Linked DNA regions of Mus musculus: region 1 is linked to region 2. Evidence: chromatin contacts called from public Hi-C data. All regions are on one chromosome and are shown on one strand. The core of a region is the stretch at or near the end of the contact, and the rest is flanking DNA. Distances in the headings are between cores, read along the strand shown. Region 1 has its middle 36 kb from the start of Ubl7. Region 2 has its middle 16 kb from the start of Csk.

Region 1 (5,001 bases), core at 1,652-4,151, 210 kb before region 2:
GATGTTACTAGAAACGAAGGGACAAATGCAGTAATGAGGAAACTAGAATGAACCCCGTGGCATTAGATTGAAGTGGGAGATATTATGGATGGAGTCGTTGTTTTGTGTGACCTAAGGTGTGCTGGATAGTTTCATGTCACCTCGACACAAGCTATAGTCATTTGGGAGGAGGAAACCTCAATTGAGAAACTGCCTCCGTAAAATAGGGCTGTGAGCTTTTCGTTTGTTTGATTGCTTTTGTTTTGTTTTTGTTTTATTGAGGGCTTTGTTTTGTTTTGAGACAGATTTCTTTGTGGTAGCCCTGGATATCCTGGAACTCACTCTTGTAGAGCAAGCTGGCTTTGAGCTCAGAGATCCCCTTGCCTCTGTCTCTCAAGTGCTGGGATTAAAGGCATGGGCCACTACCATTCAGCTCATTTGTTTCTTAAATTAGTGATGGGTGAGGAGCAAGCCAGTAAGCAGCACTTCTCTGTGGCCTCTGCACTAGTTCCTGCCTCCAGGTTCCTGCCCTGTTTGAGTTCAGTCCCTCATTTCCTTCAGTGATGAACAGTGAGTGATGTGGAAGTGTAAGTCAAATAAACCCTTTCCTCCCCAAGTTGCTTTTGATCATGGTGTTTCATCCAGCAATAGTCACACTAAGACATAGGAGATAAAACATATGTGTGTGTATGTTATTGCATGATGTGTATCTCCTGGATAGGTATTAAAAGGACCAGGAACAGAGGTATCCTGGAGCTTGGAGTCCACTTAGCACCCACATATTTGAATCTCACTTGTAAGAAACCTGGCTGATAGCATCTTCGGTGAGCCAAAAGGCAGCCTGAGTAACACAGACACTGACACTATGCACTATCAGGAGGGTACACAGGACGAAGGGAATCACTCCTGTGATGTTTCTGCTACATCAGACAAAGGCAGATCAAGGGATGATATATGAAATAGCTGGCCTGCTGTCTTCAAAAGTGGTCACGAAGGTCAAGGAGAGAATGAAAAAGTGTTCCAGACCAAAGGAGACTAAAGAGGGATGAAAACCAAATGCAGCCAGTGATCCTGGCCTGAGTTCTTTTCCGGAGGATGTCCTTGTGACAATTGTCAAAGTTGAATGGGGTCTGTGAGTTGGATTGAAGTAAAGTGTTATTGTCAATGACCTAGTTTTGATATTTTATTGATGTGTGGGAATGTTGTTTCTAGGAAATACACTAATTTATCTGCATGGGTGACAGGGCATTTGCTGGTAATGAACTCTTAAATAGCTCAGAGCAAATCTATTTTTGTGCTACCACTGCAATTTTTCCTTTTCTTTTTCTTTTTTTTTTTTTTTTTGAGGGAAAAAAATAACATAGCCAAGTTTTACTCCAAGGCCTGCAAACACTCAGACTAATCATACATCAATACATCAATCCTTATGTAATACTTATAATACATCAGGAATAGTATTTGAAGTCTAGAGAATTAACTAAGCGCTAAACCACACACCATATAATTCCAAAGTAACAACTGTTAAACAAAATGTGAGATGACATTAGCCATGAACATTGATATACTTAGTGAGGACATAATTAACAAGCTAGTCTTACTAACAAAAAACCCAAAGATCTATTTTGTATTGTCCATGTTTGTTTTTTAAATTTTTCTTCATAAATCCATTGATAATTAAGACTTCCTTTAAATATGGAGTTTCCAACATGAAAAATTGTGTTTTGAAGGCTAGGGATGTTGCTCAGCCATGGAACACATTCACAGGATTGAGTGAGTCCTATCCCTTCCCACATACCCACTTGCACACACATGCAGAGACCAAGTCTGTGTGTTGTTAAAATTACCTTTCTATTTTAATGTGCACACGCCCACTAGGCAGTGCCTCTGCCCCAGCAAACCCGTTGCCATTCAACAAATGATGATTCAATGCACTGATGAGCCCAAAGCGATTGGTGATCCAATGTCTACCTTCTGCCAACATAAACAATTCAAGCCACCAAGTTAGATAAGAGGGAAACTAGGAGATATAAAGATATGAAACTAAAACTTACTCTGTTTCTGAAACTACAAAGACTTTAGTAGAGTATTAAATTATATTTAAGTACCTGGTCATAGAAAACTATATTTACTTTGAAAACATAGGACCACACTTAAAAAAAAAAAAAAAAAAAAAAAGGCAGGGCAGGGTTGGGTAGTAACTGGCTGTGTTTGTTTCAATTCCAAGCAAGTCTATAAATGCAGCTTGTTTTATTTTTCTTAAAATATACAATGCACTGGGCAGTGGTGGTACACACCTTTAATCCCAGCACTTGGGAGGCAGAGGCAGGCAGATTTCTGAGTTGGAGGCCAGCCTGTTCTACAGAGTGAGCTCCAGGATAGCCAGGAGTACACAGAGAGAGAAAAAAAAAGATACAATGTATACTTGCACCTGACCAACATTTAGTTTTGAGCAGAATGGCACATACACAAGCAATTTGAGTCACATGGTTGTCAGATATGCCAAATGGGAATAAACCAAAGTCACAAAAAATGTTAAAGAGCAAAAGTATCTAACCTTCAAAAAGGCAACATGTAGACATGGCTTCAAAAAGTAAAGGGGACCGGGAGCCTAGCTTAGTGGTCACACTTGCCTAGCGTGTGAGGCACTGGGTTGGATCCTCAGTACTGTGCAGAAAAGCAAAAACCCGGATGTGGGGTGATCAAGGCCACTTCAACCTGAAGTAACTCCACAGCAGAGCATTGGGACACACCAGGAAGTGACCTCATGGGGAATGAGTGACTCAAGGCTCACGAAAGTTTACAGGATTGTAAAAATATACTAATGCACAAAATAATAAAACTAACTCCAGATTTTCCTCCTTGGGTAAGCTGGGGGGGTGGGGTGGGCAGGGAGCGGGGGGGGGGGGCATTTCCTGGAAAGCTTCTGTTCAGCCATGCATGCTTGCTGGGCTCACCAGCGCCAGCACACAAGGTCACAAGAACTACAGCCAGTCCTCATTTTCCTTAATAACTTGCTTTTCCACCCACACTCACAGACTTTATTTTCATTACAAGACGCTAGCTTTCTAGTGCTACATTTTAATTGACATATTACGTTTAAAGTCTTGATTTGTTTAATGAATCTCTTAGTAGTAGGCAACATGATGGAGCTAACTGCTGGAGGCCTCGTGACAGCTACAGGGAAGCTCTTGATTTAAAATATGATCAAGATAAGACTGTATCAGAAGCACTGCGACACTAGTGGTGGACAGATAAGGGACTTTTCATCAGCGGTCATTCATAATTTTGCCTTTAGAGACTTGGAAGAAATTGTCATCTTTGAGTTTCAAATGTTCAGGTAAATCCAGTTGTTGTTTTTGGTTTGTTTGTTTGTTTGTTTGTTTTTAGCTTCTTTGGTATCACCTTGAATCGCAGACATAAGTGACTCTAAAGAATCAAAGTTCTTTCAGGTCTGAGGTAGCCAACAGTGGCCACATTGGGAGTTTCCCTATAGAAGTCCTCTTTGAAGGTATGCATGATGTGGGTTTCCATGGACTTTTTCACGTTCTTGTAGTATAGATTCCATCCTGTGCGTACCACCATTTTATGGACATCTCTGCTCCGTAGTATTAAATGCCAGTGGACACATCAGCTGGCAGATTGTCCACTACTTGTTCAGCAAACTTGTTGTGGGGGTGCCCAGTTGCTTGGAGCCGTGAGTGTGGTGCCTGCCCTGGACCAGCCAGGGATCCTGCGGGACACCCGGGACACCCGGGACACCCGACGCTACCAGTGCCTGCCCACAAGACAGCCGCCAGGTTCCAGAACCCAGTGGCCGCTCGGCCGGAACTAGCAATTTTTCAAAACCACGAAATTAGTAAATAATAGAAAAAAATGGGGAAAATCTTATTTCACTATCAATCTAGTGGATGGATAAAATCTAAAATAAACTTGCACAGCTATGGATATTATATGTATATACTTCAACACAAAATGATAAATCTTCAGGAGAAGTGATTTGATTATACTTCTAGGGAAAAAATGAGTTAATTTGTTTTCACCCATACCAATAATCCATATTACCCCAACCTATTACTTCCCATGCCAATAATCCATATTAAGGCACACGGGTGTGCCTGAACCACCTACGCTGTGAGATCAATACATATTCTGTAACCTGGAAGTTAGCACCCCTGTCCTCCACAGTGTAGTCTCTGCTTCAGTTGTGCCAAAGAAACCCTTCTTTCCCAACACTATCAATTGTCTTCTTTTGGAACAGTGACCTATAACTGCCTTATGTTGATAGAACAGAGCAAATGCCCCATGTGGTGGTGCATCCCTTTAATCCCAGCACTCAATAGACAGAGGCAAGTGGAACCTGTGAGTACAAGGTCAGATCGGTCTACACATCGAATTGATGGCCAGTCAGGGCTACATAGTGAGACAAATGCATACCTGCATGCATACATACATACATACATACATACATACATACATACATACATACAAAAAGGAAAAAATGAAGAAATTAAATAAGTTAGATCAGCTAATTGCCTGAATGAGACCCTAAAAAGATTGGATCCACTGACATTTCCCTTGTAAGAGAAGGAAGGGACTAAAGCTGCCTTTCACAAGTCCTCTCCCCAAGGACATAAGGGTTAAAAATTGCTGGACTGAGCCGAGCCTAATGATACATGCCTTTAATCTAAGCATTCATGAGGCAGGAAGATCTCTGTGATTTTGAGGCCAGTTTGGATTACATAGTAAGTTTCAGGACAACCAGGGCTAAATAACCCTGTCTCTAAAAAAACAAAACCAACCAAACAAAACCAAACAAACAAAATAAATAGCTAGACTTGGGGGTGTTGGGGGTGCTTAGTGGCTTAGCCACCCATAAATTGTTCATGGTCCTGTAAGCCCTCATCCATGCTGCTACAAATAATCCCAATTAAACTTATTGGTCCTTTAAGCTAGATTTTAATGGCATTGATTCTTTGGTCCATCATTGGTAGGGATGAGTAGACATTTGCTTACATTTCCCCA
Region 2 (5,118 bases), core at 2,086-4,585:
CAGATGGTTGTGAACCACTTTGTGGGTGGTGGGAATCAAACCCTGGTCCTCTGTGTAACTAGTGCCTGTCTAGCCTACCATTTTATGCTGTTAGTGCGGTCACAAGGAAACTTTTTCATGTGCTATTACCAGGAAACGTTTCCACGCCCGAGTTGACTGCATATTCTGTTAAGTTCTATGCTTTGGTGTTCTTAGAAACCAATCACAATAGAGGTCAGATAGAACTGCTTTGTATAGTTACTCAAACAAGCTTGGACCTGATCCAACTGCCTGGAAGCACTGCCTGTACCTATCAGCTGCCCCTGGGATAGGCCCCAACATAAGAGAGACGCCTACACCAATATAAGAAGCCATTAGGAATAAGACTTCCATTTTGAGTAGGGGTTGAATAAAGTTTTAAGTTCCCCAGACCTCCCTGGGAACTGTCATCCTACTTGGCTGAAAGAATCATGTACGTGGGCAACTAACATCTGGTTGGCAATTTAAGACATAACTGTTAAGTAAGGCAAGTCCCCTGCCACAGCTGAATACCCCAACCAGTTGGAAGTCCCCTATCCCTAAATCCTGATTGGTGGAATAGCTTGCCACAGATTTTTATAGATTTCAGGCTTAAAAGCTCTATGGCGGGGGCCGGTGAGATGGCTCAGCGGTTAAGAGCACTGACTGCTCTTCCAAAGGTCCTGAGTTCAAATCCCAGCAACCACATGGTGGCTCACAACCATCCATAACAAAAATCTGATGCCCTCTTCTGGAGTGTCTGAAGACAGCTACAGTGTACACACATATAATAAATAAATAAATAAATAAATAAAAATTTTAAAAAGCTCTATGGCATTTTGGCTCAGGGTTGCAGTTTAGCTCTGGAGTCTAGACTGCATCCCTGATCAATCAGTCTTGGGATGTGTGTTCAATAAACCAGCCAAGCTATCTCTCCAGCCTGTTCGTTTCTTGAGACCAGAATCTTACCATGTACCCCAGGCTAACCTGGAACTCTCAATCCTCCTGCCTCAGACCCCAAGGCTTGCAGGCACTTGGTTACAGATGTTCACCACCCTGCCTAATCCATTTATGATTTTTCTGTGGTTGTTTTTTTTAAGGTTTGGGTTTTGTTTGTTTATTTGTTTGTTTGTTTGTTTGTTTTTTGAGACAAGATTTCTCTGTGTAACCGTGGCTGTCCTGGAACTGGCTCTGTAGACCAGGCTAGCTTGGAACTCAGAGGTCAGCCTGCCTCTGCCTCTTGAGTGCTAGAATTCAAGGTGTGCCCCAGCACTGCTGAGCTGATTTTGAATTTTTTTTTAATATATCACACACATACATATGTCACATATGTGGTTTCTTTTTTTTTTAAGATTTATTTATTTATTATATGCAAGTACACTGTAGCTGTCCTCAGACACTCCAGAAGAGGGCGTCAGATCTTGTTACAGATGGTTGTGAGCCACCACGTGGTTGCTGGGATTTGAACTCCGGACCTTCGGAAGAGCAGTCAGGTGCTCTTACCTGCTGAGCCATCTCACCAGCCCTGATTTTGAATTTTTATGTAAGGTTTCACTGAATATCCCAGACTAGCATGGAACTTGTGATGCTCTTGCCTTGGCTGCCCCAGAGGTTTTATTTTCCTGCTTTTCACACTTATTGTATTTGTGTGTATGTGTGCAGTGGTGCATCTGTGGAAGTCAGATGACAACTTGCAGAAGTCTGTTCTCTCTCTCCTTCTACCATGTGGGTTCCATGAGGAATAGAACTCTCCCCTCAGGCTTGGCTACAAGCACCTTCATCTACTGAGCCATCTCAAAGACCTGCTGAGGTAGAGTTGGTTGGTTTGTGTGTGGGCCTCAGAGTCAGGTATCCCTTTGTTTGGCTTTCCATTTATATTTTAATTTTATTTCTTTTTGTTTGTTTGTTTGTTTTTCGAGACAGGGTTTCTCTGTATAGCCCTGGCTATCCTGGAACTCACTCTGTAGACCAGGCTGGCCTCAAACTCAGAAATCTGCCTACTTCTGCCTCCTGAGTGCTGGGATTAAAGGCATGTGCCACCACGCCCAGCCTTATTTCTATTTTTTGTTGTTATTGTTTTGTTTTATTTATTTGTTTTGTTTTTGTTTTCACAAAGGTCTCAAAAGAGAGACCTGGAACCACAATATATCCAGTCTTGGTTTCTTTACTATTGCTGTGACAAGATCCTACAACCGAGGCAAGTTACAGTAGCAAGGTTTTATTTAGAGTTTCCTGTTCTGTCACCACCGTGGCAGGAGCCGGCAGCAGGCATGACACCATAGCAGCTGACAGCTCCAATCTTGATCTGTGAGATGCAGGCAGAGAGCCAACTGGAAATGGTGGGAGTCTTTTGAAACATCAAAGCACACTCCCAGGGACACACCTCCTCCCATAGGGTCCACCACCCAAACAGTTCCACCAAGTGGGGATTAAATATTCAAGCATAACAGCCTATGGAGGCCATTTTTATTCAAACATCACAATAGCCTAGTATGACTTTGCCTTTCCCATCTTCCTACCTGTATCGTTGATTGCTACAGGTGCCTGTGTGCACCAGTGCAGCCAGTGTGTGCAGTGCTGTGTGCACCAGTGCAGCCAGTGTGTGCAGTGCTGGCAACTGAACCTAGGACTTTGCTACGTAAGTACTCTGCCAACTGAGCTACAGCCCTATTATTTTTGTTTGTTTGTTTTGGGTTTTTTTGTGGTTTGTTTTGTTTTGTTTCCGAGACAGGGTTTCTCTGTATAGCCCTGGCTGTCCTGGAACTCACCCTGTAGACCAGGCTGCTATTATCTGTTTAAAAACAATTATATGCTAATGTATACAGAGAAGATGGGGGAAAGGGTGTATTTCTTTTCTGGAAAGGCTAAAGATGTCTATGGAATATAGGATGTTTTTATTGTTTGTTTTAAGACAGGGTCTCTCTGTTATGTAGCCCTGAATGTCCTGGAACCCTGGCCTCAAATTCACAGAGATCAGCCTGCCTCTGGCTCCTGAATATAGGATATAGATTTCTTTTTCAGTTCTAAGAGTTGAATCCAGAGCCTCTCCCACACTAGGCAAACAATCTCCCACTGAGCTAGGCAGTTCTCTCTCAGTTCTCCCTGCCCCCAGGAAAAAAAAAGGTGGGGGCACCTGGCTCTAAGTGTCAAGCTGCAACTGTAGTCTTCAAAGTCAACATTTTTCCCATTGGCGGGACCCAATGTTCAAAGGAAATTGTCCTCCCCTCCCTCCTTGTGTACACTTGAAATAAAAACCAAGCCGGCTGGTCACGGTGGCACACACTTGTAATCTACACCTGCAGGAAGCCAAAGCAAGGGCTGCAAAGATAGCTCAGAGATAAGAGCTCTTCCAGACCACTCAGGTTCCATCCAGCACCCACAGGGCAGGTCACAAGCATCTGAAACTCCAGTTCCAGAGGATCCAACGCCCTCTTTGAGCTGCCCTCCTTGGGCATCAGGTATACACATGGTAGTTATGTAGCAAACAGACAGTCGTACGTGCAGGCTAACCTCCCATACACATGAAAAATAACATTTCAAAAGGTAAGGCTGAAGTAGAGTGGGCATAAAGTAGGCAAGACTCATTGAGAGCTCCAGGATAGCCCGAGCTATACACAGCAAGACCTTGTCTCAAACAAACAAACAAACACCCACAACTGCAAGTAAAACCAAGAACCATCTGGGCATGGTGGTGATTACCATCCATCCGTGAGTTTTAGACCAGCCATGGACTATACAGTGAGACACTGTCTATAATAAATAGAATCAGGATTGTGATCTGCGGGGGGGGGGGGGGCGGGGGGGAGTCTTCCTGTTTCTTAGCTGCTAGTTTTCCTTTAAGGTCTCACTCACTGTGTAGCTCTGGGTTCTGGCTGACCTGGAACTAACTATACACATCAGGCCGGCTTTGAACTCATAAAGATCTGCCTGCCTCTGCCACCCAAGTGCTAGGATTAAAGATGGGCACCACTAAATTGCCGGTTTTACTCTCTCCTCCTGCCTGGTCCTGAGTTCTAAGGCCAGGCAGGCTCTGCATCTATCTTCTTTGTTCAGGATGAAGCACCGAGAGTGTGGTCTGTGCTGCCCCTTGGTGGTCATTGAGAAAACTGAGTTCCCCATAGTGCTTGGCCTCTACCCACAATCCCTCAGCCCCAGGCAATCTAATGGAAAGTGGTTTGTGTAAAAATGCAACTTCAAGGTGAATCTCAAGTCTTTCCAAACCAAAAATTCTGGAGAGATTACTAAGAGCGGCTAGAACATGTGCCCCCCCCTTCCTGCACCATTTTTTTTTTTTCAATCTGGTTTTTGCAGACTAACTTGAAACAGCCAGGTGTGATGACACACACCTGAAATCTTAACCATTTAGAGACTGAGTCAGGAGGATTGTGAGCTAGGAACTGGACTGAGTTATATAGCAAGTTCCAGGCTAGCCTGGGCTAGATAATGAAACTCTCACTCTAAGACAGTAGAACCAGCTAACTATATAACTTAGAAAGACACAAATCGTCATCAGCCCCAGGAACTTGGGGGACCGCAGCTCTTGGAGTCCTTCTGATTGGCTGACTGGGAAGTCTTAAGATGCACCTTCCTCTCCCCCAAGTCCTGTTCCTAACCCTTCCCACTCTAAACCCCAACACAAATAACCAGGAGAAACTTGGACATATTGCTATCACAAGAACCAAGGGGGACAAAGTCAATGAGGAGAAGGGTTAGAAAGCCAAGGAGAAAGAAGAAGAAGAACAAAACTAAGAATGAGAATAAGGAGCTGGAAAGATGGCTCAGTGGGAAAGAGCAGAGGGTGCTATTCCAGAAGACATGGGTTCAAGCACCCACATGGCAGCTCACAACTGTCTGTTAACTCCAGTTCCAGGAGGTCTGGTGCCCCCTTCTGGCTTCCACAGGTACCAGGCACACACATGGTATACAAACATACAAGCAAAATACTTATATGCATAAAATAAATTAAATAATTATTTTTTAAAGAGAGAAAAAAAAAGACCGAGAGTAAGAAGGGGCGGGGGAGAAGAGAGAGAGGAAGTTGTCACGTTGTCCCTTGTTTCGCTCACTCCTCCTACAGTGCTTCTTCTTGCACCTCCAAGGCTGAGGCCTTGGTTGTTTTGT

The links. A called contact is a pair of places that touch in the nucleus more often than the background predicts.
Region 1: a contact with region 2 is called in a Hi-C map of the G1E-ER4 cell line, with 2.0 times the contacts expected there. The contact joins two enhancer-like sites. A contact is called at or near these places in 14 of 484 Hi-C or Micro-C datasets (the Ba/F3 cell line, the G1E-ER4 cell line, the N1E-115 cell line and 6 more), 1 of 115 datasets of contacts at active chromatin or transcription factors (embryonic stem cells) and 4 of 9 other capture datasets (adipose tissue, embryonic stem cells, liver and 1 more).

The regions. Positions count from the first base shown.
Region 1 is chr9:57,872,026-57,877,026 of GRCm38.p6, reverse strand. No RefSeq gene overlaps it. Among named protein-coding and RNA genes, the nearest start is that of Ubl7, 36 kb to the left of the region's middle. Within about 2 kb of position 2,901, at least 24 of the 459 cell types and tissues checked have an H3K27ac peak or open chromatin away from gene starts, as enhancers often do. A contact at or near this core is called in the G1E-ER4 cell line, where this site is marked.
Region 2 is chr9:57,658,923-57,664,040 of GRCm38.p6, reverse strand. No RefSeq gene overlaps it. Among named protein-coding and RNA genes, the nearest start is that of Csk, 16 kb to the right of the region's middle. Within about 2 kb of position 3,335, at least 17 of the 459 cell types and tissues checked have an H3K27ac peak or open chromatin away from gene starts, as enhancers often do. A contact at or near this core is called in the G1E-ER4 cell line, where this site is marked.